2 separate regions of the Columba livia genome follow, and region 2 is linked to region 1. A link is a contact called in public Hi-C data. All regions are on one chromosome and are shown on one strand. The core of a region is the stretch at or near the end of the contact, and the rest is flanking DNA. Distances in the headings are between cores, read along the strand shown. Region 1 holds the start of GABRR3 (gamma-aminobutyric acid type A receptor subunit rho3). Region 2 holds the start of CREG1 (cellular repressor of E1A stimulated genes 1).

Region 1 (5,001 bases), core at 1,649-4,148:
TAAAAATACTAGTCAGAATTAAGGATGCTTTGTTCTGCTTATATTAACACTAATGATGAAGCAAGTTTCCAGAATAAGGTATCTATTCACATTTTCTAACAAGATGAAGTGAGAGGAAAGCAGAGACTGAGCATTGTGATTCCAGTTTGCGGATCTTAGAACAGATGAAGTGCTTTACTCAACACTTGCAGTGGGACCCAGCTCTTATGGCCCTGCACCATGTCAGGTGTCTTAGTAGGAGTGGTAAGTGAACATTAATCACTGCCCCAGATACTGACAGGCATATTTTCCCATAGGAAAAAGGTTCTTACTATCAGACTGGAACAGATGACCCTATTTGGCACAGGGGTCTCTTCTGCTTGTCCTTCAATTTACAAAACTCAGGCTTCTGTTTGCTCTATGACTGTGGTAGCTGCACACTTTCATACAATCAGATATTTGGTTTGAAAAAGTGACATGAACAACAAAGAAAAAACATACACTTCCCTGATTCTTTGCATCCCCATTTCCAGAGCCTCTAAATCGGGGATTCTTTCCTTTTCATCATTCTGCCCCGGATGGAACAATCACTGAATTAATTTAATCCTTAAATCCCTTTACTTACCTTCTACACCAGCAATTCTGAAAGTAAAATAATCAGTTTTACTGCCTCTAGTTAAGGAACAATCTGCATCTTGAGGGTGATCTCCGGAAAACCAAGCAGCCACATTCTCCCCAGATTTCCTTTTCTCATAAACTCAGTGGTAGAAAACCTTGCCTTTCTACCACCTCATGTTGATTGTAGGCACAGGGTACAGCTACCCTACTTCTGCATTTATGTCCCTCTCCTCCCAGGAGATGTTTCTAGAGTTTGCTTCTTTATGTCTGCAGGACATATTTCTTTAAATATCTTTAGTATCTTTCACAAGCAAGGGAAGATCAAGGGGATGACCCACGAGCCCAAGCAATTCACAGAAAATGAGGGTTTGCAATAGCATGGTGTATCCCCAAGAAGTAAGCTAGTTTGCCATCTGTATGGCCTGAACGCTGTGCTTCAATCCAAAAAGCAATATACACTGCCTCAGGGTTTCTTTTTTTCTTTCTTCCTTGGCAGTCTGGCAAATACCACGATCCTTCAGCAGTGCTTACCAGTTAGATCCTAACTGCTATCTGAAGTTCTTTTAGCTCCTTTCTCTCCACAGACTGAAACAAGGATTCAGCAACTGTGTTTACTCTTTTCTTACTGCCACACTGATGTTTATTAAGCATTCGCTGCAAAGGGGATATCAGAACATGCCCAGTTTGTTGTCCAGGAGTCAACAATGCCTCTGATGGGAATTAATTTATGAAATGTACTGCATCTCTACAAAACTCCTTTTCTGTCACCAATGAACATGAGAAGAAAAAAAATGTTGAACAGTGGGAAAAAATGTGCCTTTCAGCTTTGGCACTGCAAACTTTTTTTCATTTTACAGTCAAAACAAAGACAGATTTATTGATTCAAGTCTGATCTCTATTGGTCATAAAACAGCTTCAGAAGCCATCAGGCACCATTTAGGGTGGCTGTTTTCCAGGCTTTTCTTTCCCATTTATAACTTCCAGAGAAAAATATGTTAACATCACAGAGCAGGTGCTCATTTCAAACTGGGAAGCCGATTTTAACTATCTGAATTGTATTCTTAAGTAAACACACATTTAAATTTTATATACTTATGACTTACTAAGGGATACCCATATTTGGGTTTTCTGAGGTTTTACAACCTGTTTTCATAGTAGCTGCCAAAAGAATGTATTTCTAAATCAATTTGAACAATCCATGTTTCCTGTCAGTGAATGAAAAAAAGGCTATTTTTTTCTACATATTTGAATACCTTACAAGGTAGAATGGGCAAAGGACTGAAACAGACACATAGAGAAATAGAGGGAATAAGCAATATTTGAAATAAACTGCTAAAAATAAATAAATTCAGGTTGGTGTGTTCCAGAAACAATAATTCAAAGAGAAAGCATCTGTCCAACAAGAATATTTCCCTGGAGAATTTACAGGTAGTGCTACTGTTCAGTTTCTTCAGTTTCTCTGTCACATACTCTTTTGACACTTGGGTATTGACAAAAGCTTGAAGGAGAGGGAAGCAAAGTGATGGACAGCAGCAGTGAAGGTTGGTTTGAAATTTGCTCGATGTGTGAAAATGTCTGTTCCTGGTAAGAACTGTTCCTTCCCATAATTTCAAATAATAAAAAAAAAATCCTAAATCAAGGCAGAAATAACCAGGATGGAAGTGGGAGGAGAAAAAGGTTTATTCTATCTGCGGAAAACTTCCATGTGCTGGCAAGTCACTCTCCCAGTCACCAGAGCCTCGAGCCAGACTGTCCCACAAGACGGCAAGAATGGTGATACCGCTGATCGCACTTGCCAGTGGGGAAGAGTTCACCCCGCCTGTCCAAGTGCCGCACAGTGGCTATTGAAAGACAAGGCGATGCAGGCATTCAGCAGGTCTGTTTCCTTCCTGTGACTGACAAGTGAAGCCAGTAGGAATGTGGATAAAATCAAATCAGATTTCTGAGTTCTTGCCTGAGCTCCAGCTCTTCTGTTCATTTTTTCGCTGTTAACATAAAGATAGTTCCATACTAATGTTTGGGCTGTGAGCTACAATACAGGTATCCTAGATACGCCATGTTCCGTCTGTAAAAGGTACCTCAAGTATAGCTGAGATCGCAAACAAAATGGAGCACCTTCACTGCAATATCACCCCTGCTGTGACACTTTGAACGCAGAAATGTTAACCCAGTAATTGCCTTGAAGTGCAGGAAAAGATATGGGGGATACCAGAATACGTGTACATGGTTTCTATAAGAGCATTAAGAGTCTGCCTCGTCTCAAAAGGAGAGACAGGTAGATGCCCACAGAAAGAAAGAGCAGGACATCAGCTTTTTAAAGCCACACAAAGATGTACCTTTTCAGAGCTAAATATGGATGCCCCAAGATAAATGGAAGTTTCGACAACCTGTCAGCACACAGATCATTATTTGCATGTAATATGACAGATACACACAAGGGTAGGCACCAGGATACACAGTAGTACAAGTCACTCACAAATGTGTACATATAATATGTGGAAAATGTAGCAAGATGGGCACAAACAGAGACAGAGGAAATGGCAGAGAGTCAGACAAAAAAAAAAAAAACATGCAGAGAAATCTCTCTCCCAGCTCTGCCTCCTCGCACAGCCATGTCTGACCACTATGGGAAACAAGACAGACAAACTCTCTCTTTATCTCTGTGACGGGGTTGGTCACTATTTTGCAACTATTTTCCTTCCCCCCCCCCCCGCCACGAAGTGTCCTCAGGCAGTGCTTTCTCTTTCGAGGCCACAAAATAAACGGCCGCAGAACGCCGCGTCCCGCCACGGCGGTGACACGAGAGGATCGCGGTGACCGTTTTGGGGCGAGGTGGGGGGGATTCCCGCCTGTACAGAGATGGAGGTTGGGAAATAACGGTCGCTGCCGGCGAACGGCCGCAAGATGGCGCCGCCAGCCGCGTCTGCGGGTCAGCGCGTCCACGCACAGGTGCGGGTGTCCGGTAACGGGCGGCCCTGTGGCTCCGGGCTTGCGGCCTCCCTTCTGCTCCACCGGCTCTGGTGAGGAAGGTTGGGGGCGGCAGGAAGGTCTGGGGAGGGGGAAAAAGAGAGCAAATGGACTCCGCTGGAGGCAGGTGGAGCGCGGGGAAGAGCCTGCTGGAGGGGGAGGGATCGTCGTGTGGAGGATGATGTGAGCCGATGTGTATTTAGCTCCGGGCTCCCCACTTTACGAAAGACAAGGAATTACTGGAGGGAGTCCAGCGGCAGGCTACAACGATTATTAGGGGCCTGGAGCATGTTTGTAGCCCACCCGCTACTGAGACTGAGGGCTGGGTCTGTTCAGCCTGGAGAAGAGAAGGCTGAGAGGGCATCTCATCAATGCTTATAAATATCTCAAGGGTGGGTGTAAAGAGGATGGACCAGACTCCTTTCAGTGGTGCCCAACAATAGGATGAGGGGCAACAGGCACAGGCTGAAGCCCAGGAGGTTCCATCTGAAAATGAGGAGAAACTTCTTTACTTTGAGGGTGCCAGAGCACTGGAACTGGCTGTCCAGAGAGGCTGTGGAGCCTCCATTCAAGACCCACTTGGACACATTCCTGTGTGATCTGCTCTGGGTGAACCTGCTTTAACAGGTGGGTTGGACTAGATGATCTCCAGAGGTCCCTTCCAACCCCAACCATTCTGTGATTCTGTGAAAAGCCTTATGAATGCTAGCAAGTGGTCTGAGCTGGGAATTTTCAGAAAGTATAAACTGAGAAAAAGAAGGGGATGGCAGCAGGGAAAGAAAGAAAGAAAAAGCAACAAAAAAGGCGATTTTGAGGCTGGTGAAATGTCCTAGTTTGGCCAAGGGGTGCCTGGTTGACAAGTTCTTGTTCAGTAGTCTGTCTTCACCAGTGTTTTTGCCACAGGTTGACCAGAGCAGGTTCCCTGACATTCCTGACAGAGACTAATTTCCAACCCCTTAGTGCAAGAATAAGACAGGCACTGGTAACCATAATTTAGTCTTAATTCCTTCGGTAGTCTTTGGTATGTTATATGGTACAAGAGACCACTTGAAGTCACTTAAAATGGAAATAAAGGTAGCGGCCTCATAAAGTGTGACAGAAAGCTGTAGGTGAACAGATGTGCTTTAGATGGATTGGAAATAAGGACACTAGAAAAAGGCAAAGACATTCATTAGTAAGAAATGAGCACAACTCTCCATGAGTAATTTAGTATTGGTAATAGCCTAATTACCTTATCTAGCTTAAGAATATTTTAGTTAGTGGTGGTACACAGGAGGAGTCTGCTCAGAAATGGTGTTCCCTAGCTACAGAGACCCAGTCTTAAAGCATCAGCATCCATAAGAGCCTGCAGCAGGGAGCTCTGCAGCCTCATTACCCAGCCTGGGAATGAATATAATACTTCCTCCTTGTCTTGAACCTGCCACTGCCACCGCCTTT
Region 2 (4,524 bases), core at 1,892-4,391, 220 kb after region 1:
AGAAAGGCTTCTGTTCATGGGCAGACTGCATGATCTAGACAGGAAGCCTGGCCCAGCGCGTTGTAGACTGTGTGTCTGAAGAGAAACCTTGCCTGGCTTGTCAAACAACCGTGATGTCTAAAGGAAGAGCTGGCTCAAGGCAAGACCAGCCATGAAGAGGACAGACAGAGCATGATGATACACTTGCCAGGATGGAGATCTTGCCCACTTTCTGGCTAAAATATATGTTCTCTGGAAACACAGCCCCCAGATTCAGCCTGTGGACCATTGCATGTAAACCACACTGAAATTAAGATTGTTCCATGAACTGGCCAGCCCCTGGAGGGAGTAAACTGGCTCAATCTCTGGTGAGATATTACTGTCTACTTACTGGTTTTGTAATGTAAACAAGCATATGAGTTGAAAAGGAGAACTAGTGGCTAGCAATACTTTCTTGACCTTGTTATGCAAGGATGCTAGGAGCCCCTAAGCTTATTGCACCACAACAGAGAGAATCCTTCTCCTTTCTCTGAGATCTAGCTGAGGAAGTGAGAGAGCCTGGAGATTTACTTTGTATCACATAATTTCAGAGCAAGCTGAAAGAATTAAAGACCTTATCCCTTACCCTACAGGTTCACCCGATACTACACATCCAAGAAAGGTGGGACCAAAACAAGCTCCCTTTGTCTGGTGCAATGTGCAAGACAGTCTATACACTGGTGTGCACTGCCCACTGCAGAGAGTACTCAGCCTAATAAATCCTGCTTTCTGTAGCAGAAAGCCAATTCTGTTTGCTTCCATAAATCCTGTTGAGTGCTGAATTCCCACCAGACTCATCAACCCAAATCCTGCAGGAGGCTGGGTTTGGGCAGCAGCACCCCTTGGCAGCTGCAGGCTAGGATAGCTGCAGACTGGGATGGCTGCAGATGTGCCACAAGGCTGTAGGGGCAGGAGGAGGTGAGGAAAACTTGGCAGACTTTGTTTGAATGGGTCGTTTTCTCTTGGTCCCTGAGATTCCACTGCATGGTCCCAGTAGTGGCAGGGGGAGTGGGGGATGATCTTCTGCAATCTCCACAAAGGTCACTTTGACTTTCTTGCCACAGAGGCCGTGCAGCTCCAGAAGCATGTACCCTTCCTGGCAAAGGAGGGACAGCCACATTCAGCAAATACACACTGTTAATAAATCAAAACTGCAGAACAGAAAAATTTTTATCCTGTCTGCATATTTCTTTTCTGAAACAAAAGAAAAAAGAATTGCCAGCTCTTCTTTCCACATCCCCTTTATCTTCTATCCTTTCCATCCTTTTTTTCCCCTGTGGCATATGTTACTTCCACATACTCTCCACAACATACCCTTTTCCTGTTCTGATCCCACCAACCATGTCCTGGCTGCTCCCTGTCACACTCTCCTATTCCCTAGTAAGATAATTCACACACTTATACCCCCCACCTCCCTCTGCCACTCGACCCTTTGACTGCATCAAGTAAATACTGACCCCTCCCCAGGTTCTCAGAGGGCAGGGCTGCTTGAAAATTGAGAGGAACAAGACATTTCTGTGTATGCATGCATGGGTTGGTGGGGAGGGAATAAAGGAAGCTATAATGTCTCAGTTTTAGTTAGCAAAATCTCTAACAAAAAGCGTTTGTTGCAGCTTGTCTTCCTCATCCTTTTCTCTTTCCTAAGCTGTTTCCTCTAGACCATTTAAATCCCATTCTTCCTTACTCTTTTCACTCCTGCAGATCAGCTGCTTTTTCCCTTTGATATGCTCCATTCTGGCCCCGCATCTAAATATTTTGTGTAATCCTACATACATAAAATCAACCTTTTGCGTAGCCTCTTACCTCACACCTCACTCCTTTTCTTGCCCTATTTTTCTCCTTAGCAGTTTGCCTTTGTGCCCCTACCATGAACAAAGCTGCTTGTATTGCCTGACTTCGTTGCTGTAGCAGTTGCTACTCGCAAGCTCAGCTGCCTCCCTGAGCTGGGTGACTCTACATCAGGGGTTCAGAGCAGCCCTTTTTTGCTTTTCAGTTATAACAAACCACGGGTTTCTTCTGAGCATTGGCAGGAGAGGGCAGCAGCAGAGGAAGGCTCCGTGTGTTGGTGCCAGGGAGGGAAAGCTGGGCCCTGTGTGTGCCCTGCAGGCAAGGGGAACACTGGAGGAAAAATTATTTTGTTCTGCATGTACTGCAACAACAGGACAGCACATAAATGGTAGGGAATGGATGCGTGATGTGTTTGCCTTCCTGAATTCACCCCAACAAACTCATTCGTCTGGCCTGCTATCAGCTATGGGTGCTACTGGGGACCTGGGGACAAATGATATTCACACAAACTTAATTCGTGTTTCTTTGTGCTAATAGAGTACAATGCTATGTACATAGAGTTGACATATTTGGTAAGATTGAAGTGGAAAAACTGAAAGCTCCCATCTCTTGAGAGAAGTTGAACAAAGTTTCAAAATTACCCCAGTTAAAAAGATTTCTTTATACAAATCTTTGTGAGGTGACTGAGCACAAGGCCACAGACAGAATGAGGCATACCGCACTATTTACCCTGTAAGCGATGCATTGAAGGCCAGGAGGTTGTTCAACTAGCAAAACCAGGTCTTGTAGAAGAGGTGGTTTTGACATATATCCTGCAGTTTTTAAGTGGTGGGACTTCAGCTATGCGCAGTGGCAGATGATCCTATGAGCTTTAGGGTCCGAATCACTTTCAGACACACCCCGTTCGGTGTAATTAAATGACCGGGTTTTCCTCCAGGATGGCCGCGTCCCGTCAGCGCCCCCCACAGCCCAACGGCTGCTACTGCGCCCCCATGCAAGTCACGGGAGGGAGCGAGCCGCTCCTACCGGCCGCCCGCGAAACATGATTGGCAGAGAGTTCTGAAGAGGCCTTTCATTGGCTGCTGGGCTAGGCGTGGCTCCGCCCCCTCTCCCTCCGATCGCGACGGCGGGGCAAAGCTGTCAGAGGTTGTTTACAACTCACGGGAGCGGGTGGGGTAGTCCCCGCCTCCCAGCAGCTCTCATTGGCTGAGGAGAGCAGGCATCGCGAGCCCGTTGGCTGACAGCGGACAAGGTAATTTCGCACTCGCAAGGTTGTCCGCGGCGTGCCCTCATTGGTGAAGGAAGGCGGGCAGGTTTGTTCCGATTGGCAGAGAGCTGAGGGGTCCGCCCCTCCCCGCGCGGGGCAGGGTGCGTGTGGGCCGGTGTTTGCGGTGCCCGGCAGTCGGTAGCGATGGCGGACGGGTGCGGGATGGCGGGGTCCCTGCTCCTGTGCACGGCGGCGGTGCTGCTGCTGGCGGCCGGCGGGGCCATTCCGCCGCCGGAGGAGGCGGCGCGCATGGCGCGCTTCGTGCTGCACAACTGCGACTGGGGGGCGCTGGCCACGCTCTCCGCGCAGGAGGGGCTGCGCGGCCGCCCCTTCGCCAACATCTTCTCCCTCAGCGACGGGCCCCCCGGGCGCCTCAGCGGCAGCGGCGTCCCCTACCTTTACCTGACCGACATGGAGATCTCCGTGCAGGACCTGGTGGTGAGTGGCAGCAGCCGAGGCTCGGCCAAGGGCGAGGGGGTTTTGCCTTGTCTCCCAGCCGGGGAAGGAGGGCTGGGAGGGCTATCCCGATATAAATAGCGACCCCAATAAAGGAGACTTTAAAGTATGCAGGTTACTAGTGCGATGTTATATTTTCCTCTGTTGCCTGAGCTTTTAATCTCAGTAGCAAGTAGCGGTTGGAATTTCCTTTGTAGGAATCGCGGTTCGCACCAGCATTTTCTGGAGGTAAAGCAGTGGTGCTCACTGGCTGTGCCACGGGTGTCACCCCACTTGTGAACCCTAGGGACAACTATTAGCCCTTCATCATCTAAATGTGAGGTGGTGCTCTCTGCGTGGACACTCAGTAGTCCTCCTGAGAAGTTCTTGCTGATCGTGGTCAGAAACATTTCTAAGCAGCACTCTGGTAAAGGAAGTGGCTGAAGCTTCTAGGAGCACTGACCAAGGAAATGAGGGGCCACAAAATATTTAAACAGGGAGAACTTCTCAAAAACACGTCAAAAGCTCTGGAAAATGGCAATGTGGGGCTTGAGCAAAGAGGGCTTCTACACAGACTACAGAAGGAAGAGTAATTCAATCTCTGGAGTTTACTGTAAAGGCAAGTGCACCATGAAAGGCAGCAGACTGATGCTGAGGCTCCGAGTGTGTGTAATTGGCTGTGGTCAGGGGCGAGTTGGCGAAAAAGTAAGGGAAATAGCGATTGTATGCCTCTTTTATTAGAAAGCTTTTTTTTTTTTTTTTTCTCTCTAGTAACTATTATAGTATTAGTAAAACACAAAACTTAAATAATGGAATTTTTTCAGACTTTGTTTTACCATAAACCTTTTTTTGTTCCCTGTGAAGGTTTAGTTTTTACTTCCGAAGAGTTTAATTGTGTGCTGTAAAAAAAACTAATTTATCTTGTGTAATCTTCTCCACCCCATACATAAGCTTGTGTTTTCAGAATAATGTAAAAATAATGGTATAAACTGCTAATGAACATTTTCCTTCAGAAG

Evidence for each region. A called contact is a pair of places that touch in the nucleus more often than the background predicts.
Region 2: a contact with region 1 is called in a Hi-C map of crop, with 2.6 times the contacts expected there. The contact joins the promoter of CREG1 here to the promoter of GABRR3 in region 1. A contact is called at or near these places in 2 of 2 Hi-C or Micro-C datasets (crop and liver).

Annotation. Positions count from the first base shown.
Region 1 is chr1:125,265,871-125,270,871 of bColLiv1.pat.W.v2, forward strand. GABRR3 (gamma-aminobutyric acid type A receptor subunit rho3) reads right to left here and starts at 2,899. Exons shown (of 10, transcript XM_021287783.2): 1 at 1-2,899. It overlaps LOC102088728 (a long non-coding RNA gene), which reads left to right and starts at 3,406. Exons shown (of 5, transcript XR_010475457.1): 1 at 3,406-3,617.
Region 2 is chr1:125,488,975-125,493,498 of bColLiv1.pat.W.v2, forward strand. CREG1 (cellular repressor of E1A stimulated genes 1) reads left to right here and starts at 3,142. Exons shown (of 4, transcript XM_005502613.4): 1 at 3,142-3,511. The coding sequence starts at 3,218.